2 separate regions of the Ovis aries genome follow, and region 2 is linked to region 1. A link is a contact called in public Hi-C data. All regions are on one chromosome and are shown on one strand. The core of a region is the stretch at or near the end of the contact, and the rest is flanking DNA. Distances in the headings are between cores, read along the strand shown. Region 1 has its middle 8.2 kb from the start of LRP5. Region 2 overlaps LRP5 (LDL receptor related protein 5).

Region 1 (6,152 bases), core at 3,416-5,915:
GAATCCGCCTGCAATGCGGGAGACCTGGGTTCGATCCCTGGGTTGGAGGAGGGCATGGCAACCCACTGCAGTATTCTTGCCTGGAGAATCCTCATGGACGGAGGAGCCTGGAGGGCTACAACCCATGGAGTCACAAAGAGCCGGATGCGACTGAGCGACCAAGAACAAAAAATACACCCACACCCTCATCCTGGAACGCATGAATGTTAACTGATCTGGGGAAAGGGTCTTTGCAAATATAGTGAAGCATCTGAAGAGCAGGAGGTCGTCTGGATTATCCCACGGGACCCTGAATCCAGTGACACCGTCTTAGAGCAGAAGAGACTGCTGTGCAAAGATGGAAGCACAGGGCCAAGGGATGAGGCCCCCAAAGGGACACCTGGAGCCTCCAGAAGCTGGAAGAGTTTAGGAAGAGTCCTTCCCTAGAGCCTTTGGAGGGAGCCCAACATTGCCCATGCCTTGATTTCAGACTTTCGGCCTCCAGACGTTGAGAGAAGACATTTCCACTGTTTCAAGATTCAGTTGGTGGTGATTTGTCATGGCAGACACAGGAATCTATCACAGTCCCTAATCTTCATAAACCCATTTTACAGGGAAGGAAACTGAGGTCAAAGAGGTAAGGGCTTATCCAGGGATCACCTCCAATTTATTCTGTACAATAATAGCAGAGGTCAGTGGTCACAGCAGACGCTGTGTGGCCTGTGAAGCCTGAACTGTTTATGATCCAGCCACTTACAGATGTGTTTGCCCACTCCTGCTCTAGGTGGCCCTATGGCAATACCTGTTCTAGAAAAAACAGAGCAGGGCAAGAGGGACAAGAGGTAAGGAAGGCTTCACTAGGATAGTGAACATTTGTGCAGGGACCTGGAAGTCCTGTGCACAGGCCCTGAGGCACAGTGAAGGGCCTGAGCGGCTGAAGCAGAGAGACAGCCAAGGTCAGAGGGGAGCAGAGGGACCTACCTGGCGGTCCAGTAGCTAAGACTCCGTGTTCCAAATACAGTGGGCCTGGGTTCGATCCCTGGTCAGAGAACTAGATCCCAGATGCTACGACTAAGAGTTCGCATATTGCAACTAAGACCCAAGGCAACCAAGTAAATAGTTGGGTTTTTTTGTTTGTGTGTTTTTTTTTTTTAAAAGAGCAGGCCATCTCTGCAGGGTCCTGAGAGCCACCTCCTCCAAGTGAGCTGGGGGACCATCAGAGGGCCAGGAACAAAGGGAGCCTGAGATTTGATTTCCATGTTGCGGACTCTCTCTGCTCCTGTATGGGGCGGGAGAGGGGCCCAGGAGGCCAGGTGAGGGCCTGCCCTTCACTATGATATCAGTGTTAGTGACAGAGTGTGAGTCCCACCTTGAACTCATCTAGCCGAGATCCTAGCAGACTTCCCAGTGGAGGAGCAGAGTGGCCAGGACCCAGGCTTTGGGGAGGAGGGCTGGGCTGGGCTTAGAAACATGGGAATCTTCAGCATCTGAGGCTGTGATCCTGGAGGAGCAGTTATGAAGAAGGAGGTTCAGGGCCTGAGCGTTTGGGGCCCTCCAAGCTCAGAGGTGAGGAGCACCGGGAGACAGCAGCTCCCCGGAGCCAGGGAGGACGCCGAGTGGAGGGGAAGGGCCCCGTGTGGCCGCCAGACACTGGGACGGGCGCGGACACGTGTCCACAGGGCCTGGGGCGGCCATTCATCTTTGACCTTGAGGAGCTATTTGGAATCACGAAGTCGCTCGCACACACCCGGCTTATGTTGAGAGCTGCATACACCACGGGCCCTTAGCTAAACGCACGGGAGTTCAGGGTGAGGTGGAGACCTTCCCCAGCAGCTGGACGGAGCCCTGAGCAGCTGCCACACCTCTCCAGTTGCTCTCATGGGCAGTAAATCCTCAGGTCCCTTCTAGTCCCAGGGGCTGCGTCCGCTTAGGAATCACAACTCTAGTTCCGGTTTAATGATCAAAACGAAGGTTTATTCCCAGTCACGGTTTCTCCCCTCCTCCAGCTCCACTGGGATTCGAGCAGCCGCGGAACCACAGCGGGGGAGGCCAGCTGGGCCTCTGCCGTCCTCCTCCGGGAGAGAGGGCGGGAGGGGACTGGGACCCTCCAGGATCGGGGGATTCCGAGTGCAGATCTCCCTTTCAGGCTCTCTTTGGGGCCTTCGGTATTTCTCGGATGGTTCCTGACCCCCAGGGCACACACCTTTGCCCAGTCATCCGGAAAACACGGCCACTGGTCCAGTTCCACGGCCAGCTGGGCAGCAACAGGGATGACCTTGGCCTTTAATGCATGGAGCAAGCAGCAGGAGACACCTGTTTGCCTGGGTCCTTGAAGCCTCTCTTGCTGGTCTCGAGATGAAAGGCACTCTCTCCTACTCTCAAGGTGGGCCGGGAACTAACTGGGGTGATCAACCAACTCAAACTGGTTGGAGGTCCTGGAACTGGGAGGTCCTCAAGATGCAGAGCTTTCAGAGCTAAAACTGGACGAGTCAAGGCCAACAGCAGCCAGTCGGTCACCCTTGGGTTGGTGGGAGCAGGTTTCCCTCTGCGGGACTCTCACCCCAGGCATGTGGGGCGCCAGGATACAGGCCCAAGGCAGGCCCAGTTCCACGCCTGCCACTTAAAATTATAAGTCACTGTCAACACATCTGTGCCATTTTTTTTTTTAAAGTGGAGGGATATTTTGGATAAAAAGAGACAACAGAGAGATCCTGGTGGATCATTTCATGCTTATAAAAATAACTCTGATGATATTAAGAATTATGAGTGTTTTTTTAAGAGGAAACAAAAGTCTTCTGTTTATGTGAGAGAATGTTCTTAGACCTCTTCCAAACTGTTTAATGGAGACACATCATACTGTCTGTGACATACTTTCGATATTTTTGTTTTTGGCAAATGTGGCAAAACCTTAAAGCGTTTTGAACCTAGATAATAAAATTATGGGTGGTAACCGTAAAAAAATAATGTTATAAATCAGCCCACAGACTGGAATAAAGAGTGTGGGTTCCCTCTTTATTTGTTGGCTGGACAAATACACAGTCGCGACAGCAGGTAGGGAGTGCCAGGCAGAACTTTCTGGACTCTTCTGTGTGGGAGCCAGGTGTCAGGAGACCCAGCCCAGGACCTCTCTGGACTTTTGCCCCAGGGCGAGGTCTGCGGCGGGAGGTAGGGTCTGGGAGAGGTGCCCATACTGCCTGGATTGGGCCCTGTGCTGGGGCGAGGTGGGGGGTGGGGGTCGCCAGGGGTCCCCACGGGTCACCAGTGGGGAATGGGCAAGCTGGAGGGGCAGAGTGGGCCCCTCTGAAGCTTGGAGACCCAGGCGAGAGGGCACTTACTGTTCTGTTTTAGACCTTCAATATCAGACAGAATGGGCTTCCGGTAAAGAATCTGCCTGCAATGCAGGAGACACGGGTTCGATCCCTGGGTTGGGAAGATCCCCTGGAGGAGGGCATGGCAACCCACTCCAAGAAAATCCCACGACAGAGGAGCCTGGCGGACTACAGTCCATGGGGTCACAAAGAATCGGATACGACTGAACGACTGAGCATGCACCAGCGTCAGAATGGAGGCAGGAAGTCCCATCTTAACTGCCCCCTTGGAGACTAGAGAGAGAGGTCAGCGCTTGCAGGAGGTCAGGCAGCTGGACAGTGGCCAGGCCGGGATAGGGACCTAGTCTCCAGGCTCTGCCCCTGCCAGGCTAACCCCCACTTGAAGCGACCACCTCCCCTTCCCCAGGTCCTGGCCCCCTGCAGGGACCCCTCAGGTCTGGCCACAGGCCAGTTCATGCTGCTCAGTTTGCAAACACCAGCAAGATTCTCCCTTCTTAAGAAAGGGCAGCAAAACCTCACCATCCCCCACCAGGCCTTCCTGTCTGTCCGCTCAGCTGCCAAGCCCTTCCAGCCCACCGTCTACACTCTCCGCCTGGTCTCACCACCTGCTCATTCAGTCCTGCCCCTGCGATGACCTTCGGTCGCCAGCTGCACAGGCCATTGCTGCTGCGTCCGTCTTGGTGAGGCTTCTGCAGGTCTCAAACGCCCCCTCCCCAGCCTCCCTCCCTTGAGCCCCTTCCCCCTTCCAGACTGTCACACGCTATCCTACTCACACGCTGCCCTGTATTAGGCACGGCCCTCTTTGCTGCAGGAGCCCCTGGTGGCCCAGACGTTAAAGACTGCCTGCAGTGCAGGAGACCCAGGCTCGATCCCTGAGTTGGGAAGATTCCCTGGAGGAGGAAACGGCAACCCACTCCAGTATTCTTGCCTGGAGAATCCCATGGACGGAGGAGCTAGGCGGGCTAGAGTCCATGGGGTCACAGAGTCGGCCACAACTGAGCGACCTCACTTTCTTTCTTCTCTTTGCCGCTCTCCCCACTGTGGCCTGTCCGTCAGTGCAGCCAGCATGATGGCCCTAAAATGCCCACCTGGCAGGGCCCTCCCTTCACACAAACCCTCTCTGGCTCCCCAGTGCCCCTGATGGCTCTCCCTGCTGCCTCTCTGCCCTCCCCCAGGTCGGGCACAGCTCCTTCCGGCTGGTCATAGTTCTCCTGGCCCCGCGGTCTTGAGGTCTCCCACTGGGTCTCTGCAGGCCTGAGGGTCCCCTTTCTCTGGGGGAGGCAGGGGCCCTCAGAGCAGGGTGGCGAGGTGGGCTGAGCCTTCACAGAGTTGGCTGGAACAGGTACCCACAGGGGCTGGCGCTCCCATGGGAGGCCAGTGTGTGCAGGGACCAATGACCCGCGGCCAGAGGCCAAGAGCAGCTGCCTTGTGGCGGGGGGGAGGGGGGGGGGCGGGGAGGAAGGGTGATCTTTGTGCAGGAGCGTTCCTGGCACTCAGACTTGGGGGGCGGGGGTCTGGCGGTCTCCGGAGGAAGCTGTGATCGCAGATTCTAGAAGTCCCCTTCCGCCTCCGCGGTGGAGGAGGGTGCCTGGAAAGAGTCTTGAATCCTGGGTCCCCTGAAGGCTCCGCCTTCTGCCCCTGGGGTCTTAGAAGCAGCACCAGCCCCCAGCTTCTGGGGGGAGTGGGCGGGGGTTATCTCCCTCTCCGCCCCGCCCCCAGCCCCCCCGCACCTACCTACACCCCCATCCCCGCCCGCGGAGATCCCCTTGGATATCCGGGCCTGGTGCTGAGCCCGGAGAGACCCGTGCGGGGGCGCTGGGCTCGGCGAGGACACAGACCCTCCCTCAGGCAGTGGCGAGGCACAGCCGGCCTCTCGGCCTTGTCCCTGGGCAGCACCAGGTGCGGACCGCGGGGGAGGCGCCTCCTGCCCGAGCCCCTCCCGGGCCAGGATCACACATCCTCCCTGCTTATCAGCGAGCCTCCTGCCAAAGCTCACCGCCCGCAATGGCCCGCAGGGCGCGTGGGCGCCTTTGATGAGCAGCCCCCACCGCCCAGTCAACTAACGCTGCAGACTTTGCACCGAGTGTTTGCTCCCAGCAAGGACGTAGTGTACCCCCTGCGGGCTGCCCGCTGCTTTCTCTAGGGTGGGGTGGGGTGAAGAGGGGGACGACGGGGCTACCGGTGCGTCTTCCCCAGCCCAGGGTCTAGGTTCTCCAGGAGCACCTGCCTGCTCATGAAATCCTCCTACCGGAAGAGGGATTATGCTCATTCTATAGATGGGAAAACTGAGGCCCGGCTGGTTAGGTGACTTGACTGAGATCCCACAGGGAGCAAAGCATGGAGCTGCAGGCTTTTGTTATTTCTCCTCTCTGATGCTACCGAAATCTGGGCTTTCTTTGTGCCCACGAAAACCAAGTAAGAAAAAAGAAAACATGGAGACAGTTTGGAGGAAATAGAAAGGTGGCTGTAATCCTCAGATGGCGGAAGGAGGTTTGTGCCTCAAGAATGGTGCCCCCTTTCCATGAGAAATCTGGGGGATTACATGGATGCGGGCCCGCAGTCAGAGGTTGGTGACGAGGAACAAAGGTGTCAGGATCTTGCATTCTTCTTCCTCTAGTATTCTTTCACAACAGTCACAGGCTGGTGTCAGGTAGCCCAGTAACTGGGTCTGGCAGTTGGGTAGTTGGGTCCATTGTCTTTTGTGTATTGTACTGAGGCCTTCTTTCTATAAGGCAAAAAGAGAAAAACTACAAGGGATGGTCTGCAAAGAGAGTTCTGTAAAGGTGTAATTAGCATGGCGTCAAAGGATAGTTGGAGGAGGGCGTCGAACCCACTCCAGTCTTC
Region 2 (6,095 bases), core at 3,170-5,669, 77 kb before region 1:
GCTTGGCCAGGTCCCGGGGGCTTCCTTCCTGGGGCAGGTAAGGTTAGGGAATATTCACGGGATCTTCCTACATGATCCCTAGTTCATCTGGAGCTACTTCTATCACCGTCTTACAGAAAACAGAGGCACAGAAAGGTTAAGCAGCCAGTCGAAAGCCACACAGCCATCTGACTTTAGCCACTATGAGAGCTGCTTCCTGCTCAGTCCGCCTTTTCCCCTGCAAGCCCCTCTCCTGGCCACAAACAGCCCCAGTAACCAGTCCTGCCCAGGCTCTGGGCTCCAGGCCCTGCTTGCTCACCATACTCCTCAAAGCTCCCACTGGACTCAAATGCCACCTCTTCCCTGAAGCCCACCCTGCCTCCCTATACCCACCCAGCAAGGCAGCTTCAAGTCCCGTGACCACGCACACCATCACAAGTCTGTCCTCCCAGGTGGCCATCTCACCAACACCGGTAAGCGCCTTCCCCTTTGTCACCCTGGCCATATTGCGCTTTGTTGTGTTACTGATTTGCTGTGACTTCCAATCGGCTTATTTACAGTGAAGCTGTTTTGATCTAAAGGTGAATCTGTTTACATGGAGGAAGCCAAGCCAGGGTGACGTCATCGATACCTTTCATGGCTGATAAGTTCAGCTGGTCACAGACTCCAGGCTCTGCTGGGGGGCTTCTTGATAGGGACGATGACTCAAAGGACATTTAGACTCTAAATACTGAAAGTCTGTGAGTCCTGGGCAAGGAGATGCTTGGCTGACCTACACTGCTCTCCAGAGATCTTGAGAGCTCCAGCCATGCCCAGGCTACTCCCGGTCAGCAGTGCTGTGAAAGCGTGCGGCCATCTCAGGAAGGGAGAAAACAGCTGTTCCTGCCCTGGAAAGGCTCCTCCACACAGACCATGGGAGAGCCGCGTAAGGCCCCTGAGTGATGACCTTGATAGCAGCCCACCTTGCCCACCCAAAAGGCGCTGTTGCCCACTAGCAAGGGACCTGAGCCAGCAGCCGATATGCAGCTTTTAACTGGATGGACTGACTCTACAGAGAAACAGCTCGTTGAAAGGCGCACCTTAACTGCTCTTGCCTCCCCTTTGCCTGGAACAATAATGTAACTGGTTTTGAGTACAGGGATGTGAGAGCTGACCATAAAGAAGGTTAAGCACCAAAAAATGGATGGTTTCGAACTGTGGTGCTGGAGAAGATTCTTGAGCATCCCTTGGACCGCAAGAACAAAAATCAGTCCATTGTAAAAGGAAATCAACCCTGAATATTCATTGCAAGGACTGATGCTAAAGCTGAAGCTTCAATACTTGGCCACCTGATGGGAAAAGTCGACTCATTGGAAAAGACCCTGATGCCGGGAAAGATTGAAGGCAAAAAGAGACGGGGGCAGCAGATGAGATGGCTGGATGGCATCACCAACCAAACTCCAAGAGACACTGAAGGACAGGGCAGCCTGGAGTGCTGCACTCCTAGGATCGCAGAGTCGGACACGACTTAGTGATGAAACAATGATATTATTTCTTCACTGACTTATTAAGAGACAGTATTCCTTACAGTACCAACTTGTGAACTATTAACAGCATAAATCATAGTTCCCCATGGTGAACCTGTGTCAGATAAATCATTGGCAAAGACAGTCTCGGCCTCTGAGCAGAATCTGCCCTGAACAAAACACGTCCTGGATCGTCCCAGGGAGTCATCAGAACTTTCGGCCGAGGTAGCCTCGCATGCTACTGCACAGAGCCTCGTGTGTAGGGCTCCGGGGGTGCTGGCCAGCCCTGACCCGGATACCCCGAGAGGCTGCTGGGGCCAGGATGTGGCCCTCCCCCACCACCACCCGTTCACTCACTCTGGCCCCTTCTGGTCTCGAGGATCCACAGAAGCAAAAAGATTATGCTCAGAAGCCACCTCTGGCACTCCGGGGGCCCCTTGCCTGGTCTGACGAAAGGCCTAGAACAGGCAAGGACCCGGCTGAAGTCACACAGCAGGGAGGGCTGCCGACAGGGTGGGGACCAACCCAGCACCCCTCATGCCTAGGCCCCCAGGACCGGGCTCTGCACCCAACTGCGCGGGTCTCCTCACGCCTGGTCCAGCCACAGGCCTCAAACAGCCGATCAGCTTCTTGCCTCAGGGCGGAGCCCTCGGAACCCGCTGTTTTGCGGAGGGATTCTGGGGTCACCCTGCCTTGCGTTTCCAGTGAGGGCAGGAACTTGATCCAAGGCCCCGTGTTCATAACCCAATTCCCCCACTAGAGGGTGCTCACGGACAGCAACGGCTTCACGAACTGAGGGCTGGGGAAACTGAGGCAGATGGGGTAAAACGGGAGGTGCAGGGAGTGCTGGAGAAGGTGCCCAGGCACCCGGCTTCATGGAAACCTCCCCGAACCCAGCTTTAGCTAGAGGTGCTGATGCAAGTTCTGGCTTGGTGTATGGCGGACAGAGAGGAGGGGAGTTCTGCTGGGCTTCATTCCCAAAACGTCCTAGTAACATCAGGGCTGCTTTTCAAGGGCCAGGTCACGGGCCGCCTCCTCCTCCAGGAAGCCATCCCTGCTTCCCCTCCAAGTGGTCAGAGGGACCACACACACAGGCACCCCACCTACTGCCTCACAGGGATGCTGGCCCATACTCGGCTCTGCTCTCTACAGCCCCCCAACACAAGGCCCTGCCTAGAGCAGGTGCCAATATCCCAGGACAAGCAGAGAGAATTCAGGGCAGATACTTCCTGGACCCGCTCCTGCAGTGTGACTTGGGGCAGCTCTCTAGCCCTCTCTGGGCCTTGGTTTCCTCATTTAGAGTGAAGACTCAGCCTGACCTGATGGGAGTCCCCATCTAGCCCTGATATCAAGGAGAACCATAAACCAAACTCTGTGGTGGGTTCTGCCTTAATCTGCCCCCATGGGAGCTGGTGAGATTGCCCAGAAAATGCTGGTTCCTTAGGGAACCAGACACTCGGTTCCCAAACATATTTTGAGCCTGTTTCACCCATCCCTGTTCCCATGATCCTACAGACACAGTTATCCAAGATAGCACCATCCTCACAACAACCTCTGAGGTGGATTCATGCTCTGTTTTACTGCAGAGGAATCCCGCCGCACAGAGAGGTTAAGCTCTTCACCCAAGGACACACAGCAGCAAGTGGGAAAAATAAGGTCCCATGAACACTTCAATCCCCAGAGCTGGCACATGCAGGAAGCCCAAGGTCAGTGCACTGGCCCAGCAGGCCTGGTTGCCCCACCAGTGGCTTTGTGGGCAGCAGTTTCAGGCCAGGCCCCAAACCACGTTCTGGGGTTGGGAGTGGACAGAAGAGATACGGGAACTGCCCGCAGGGTGCTCCTGCAGTTACAGGGCACAGATCTTCAGTGAGCAAGACCGTTAATGAACCAGCGCTGGGAGGAAAGCAGGGGTCATGGGCACCTGAGGAGGGGGCTGGCTGAGACTAGGGCTCTGGGCTCCAGCAGGAGCCTCTGGAATCCACAGGGCTGTGACCCTGGATGCAACAGATTCCAGCAACCTGTCCCCGATGGGCGCAGAGCCACCAGGGGCGAAGTGTGCCCAGACCCAGCCCTCAGGTAACCAGTCAATACAAAGCCTCGAGCACACCCCACCATCAGGAAGCCCCATCATCAGTGTTTCCTAGAATCAAGTCTCTGTGGCTGAGGCAGCAATTAAACGCTGGGATAAATCTGTAGGTGTTGACTGACTCCAAACCGGGGTTGGGGGGCTCCTCTGACACCCCTTGGGCCACGGAGCCTTTGAGGTTTTTAGCTGAGCTTTGCAAAAAAAAAAAAAAAAAACCACACACACAGAGACCAGGACCCCCAGGAGAAAGCCAAGGTCTGGCCCTGGTCAGCCTGAAGGTCTGAGCAGGCAAAGCCCAACACGGAGACATGGGGAGTGCTGTCCCGGGCCAGGTCAGCAGGGCAGCTGCAGAGAGAAGACCCCAAAGCGGGCCTGGAACCCTTGGTCGGCAGACGCTCACCGGGGCGACCTCCAGGGTTGTTTGTGGGGAGGCACAAGTAGCAGCTGGCCTTGGAGTGGGCGCAGGGCGCTGGGCCGGCCCAGCAGGAAGAGAGGCCAACCCCCTCCCTGGGACCAGACACAGGGCCTGGGGAGGACTTTGTTTAAACACCAGGGAAGTAAACTGTTTAGAAACTTAACAGTTTGGCCAAATGGTTTTCTTTGGGGTTGTTTAAACAAATAGCCTGCCCCGCGGCTCTGCCGAAGAAAGTGAAAGCTTCCCTTGCTGTCTGGGCAGCAGTCCCTGGAGCCTCCTCGGCCGGCTTCTGACCGCTGCCCTCCCCCCTGCATCCACCCACGCGGGAAAGAGGGGCGCACCCCTGCCTTGGGGTCAGGCATGGGGCTCGGGACACAGCCCTCCCCAGCAGAGTGTTCGCCTCAAAATGGATAAGCAGACAGGAGGGAGAGCCCGACGCCAGGGACTCATCCAGCTCAAGCCCTCCTCCCTGACAACATAGCATCCAGACCGAGCCACCATCCCCACAAACGAGCACTGCAGCCACATCCCCCGCAAACTGGGCAGCTCTTTTCAGCAGAGACTGCTTCTCTGACAGTCCCAGAGGCCAGAAGTCAAAAGTCAAGGTGCTGAGGACTTCCTGGTGGTCCAGTGGCTAACAACACTCTGCACTCCCAATGCAGGGGGCCCAGGTTCGATCCCTGGTAGGGGAGCTAGATCCCACATGCTGCAACTAAGACCCGGCACAGCCAACTCAGTAAAATAAACAAAATAAATATCAATCCATCAATAAAATAAACATAAACAAATTAAATATTCAAAATCAAGGTGCTGGCAGGGCCAAGCTCCCGCGAAAGAGTCTGGGAAGAGCCGTTCTCAGCCTCTTGCAGCTTCTGGTCATTGCCAGCAGTCCCCGACACCCCCTGGGCTGTGGCTGCTTGCCTCCATCTTAACTCGCCCTCCTCCCCGGGGTCTGTGTCTAAGCAGCCCTCCGAGAAGATGACTGATCCCCAGCTGTCAGGCCCATCCAAGCACAGCACGACCTTGTCTTGGTTCCCGCTGCAGAGACTATCTCCTAATCAGGTCACATCCACAGGTTCCAAGGCTGCGGACTTCACCGTTGTCTTTTGGGGGGGATATGATTCTGTTCCCAACAGTTGGGGAGCACGGGGTGGGGGGACACTTTCCACAGAAGAACGGGTTCAAGGGCAGGAACTCCAGACACAGGGGCGCTGTGGAGGCCGCTCTGCAGCCCCGCAGGCAGGCGTGGGGCAACCCTCCACCGCCCCCTTTCCGTGGGGTCCGATCTGAGCTCGGAGGCTGGGTACCCGCCGAGGGTGGACCAGCAGACCACGACTCTACTCTGAATACCTTCTGCACGCTGAATGCCGGGGCAGCTCCGAGCCCACCCTTGTCTGCAAGGAAGCCTTGTGGAAAGGGCAGGCAGTGGGGGTGGCAGAGCCTGGCCACGAGACACACAGAGCCCCCCGGGACCGAGGCCAGAGGAAGCCCCCGTGAACAGCATCATCTCCACACCCTCCGGCCTGCCTTCCAGTCCCCACAGGGCTCTGTGCGCCTTCCATCCAGGGGCGGACAGCAAACGCTCCGGGCTCTGCAAGGCCACAGCCGCCTCTCACGGCCCCTCGGCTCCACCACCGTGTAGAAGCTGCCACAGTTGACCCGTCAGCAAAGGCGTGCAAGCAAAGCGTCCTACGTGGGCGCCAAAACCTGAAGGCCCTACCGCTTTCCGAGGTCACCAAACACTCCTCTCATGATCTTCGTTCAACTGTGTAAAGACCAAGCTTAGCCCACAGCTGCCCCCAGACAGGCCGCGAGCCCTCTGGCCCACGGGTGGGGGCTGGGGTTTGCTAATCCTTCCGTGGGACAGTACGTGTGACTTTTACAGCGTCAGAACTATAGTCTGACAACATGGGAAACCACGTCAGGACTGAGGGGGGACACAGAGGGCCTCCAAGTGCTCTCCACTCCACTCCCCTGTAAACCTAAAACTGCCTGAAAAATAAAGTCCGTTAGGTATTTTAAAGAAAGTTAAAAGGCATATAAATCAACAAGAAAACTACCCAGACCCCAATAATAAACGGGCAAAGTCCATAAACACAAACTAATAGAA

Evidence for each region. A called contact is a pair of places that touch in the nucleus more often than the background predicts.
Region 2: a contact with region 1 is called in a Hi-C map of liver, with 2.5 times the contacts expected there. The contact joins two enhancer-like sites. A contact is called at or near these places in 3 of 16 Hi-C or Micro-C datasets (liver, muscle and omental adipose tissue).

The regions. Positions count from the first base shown.
Region 1 is chr21:42,185,029-42,191,180 of ARS-UI_Ramb_v3.0, reverse strand. No RefSeq gene overlaps it. Among named protein-coding and RNA genes, the nearest start is that of LRP5, 8.2 kb to the left of the region's middle. Within about 2 kb of position 4,665, at least 7 of the 54 cell types and tissues checked have an H3K27ac peak or open chromatin away from gene starts, as enhancers often do. A contact at or near this core is called in liver, where this site is marked.
Region 2 is chr21:42,261,460-42,267,554 of ARS-UI_Ramb_v3.0, reverse strand. The region is part of intron 5 of LRP5 (LDL receptor related protein 5); the gene reads right to left. Among named protein-coding and RNA genes, the nearest start is that of TRNAA-AGC, 63 kb to the left of the region's middle. Within about 2 kb of position 4,419, at least 11 of the 54 cell types and tissues checked have an H3K27ac peak or open chromatin away from gene starts, as enhancers often do. A contact at or near this core is called in liver, where this site is marked.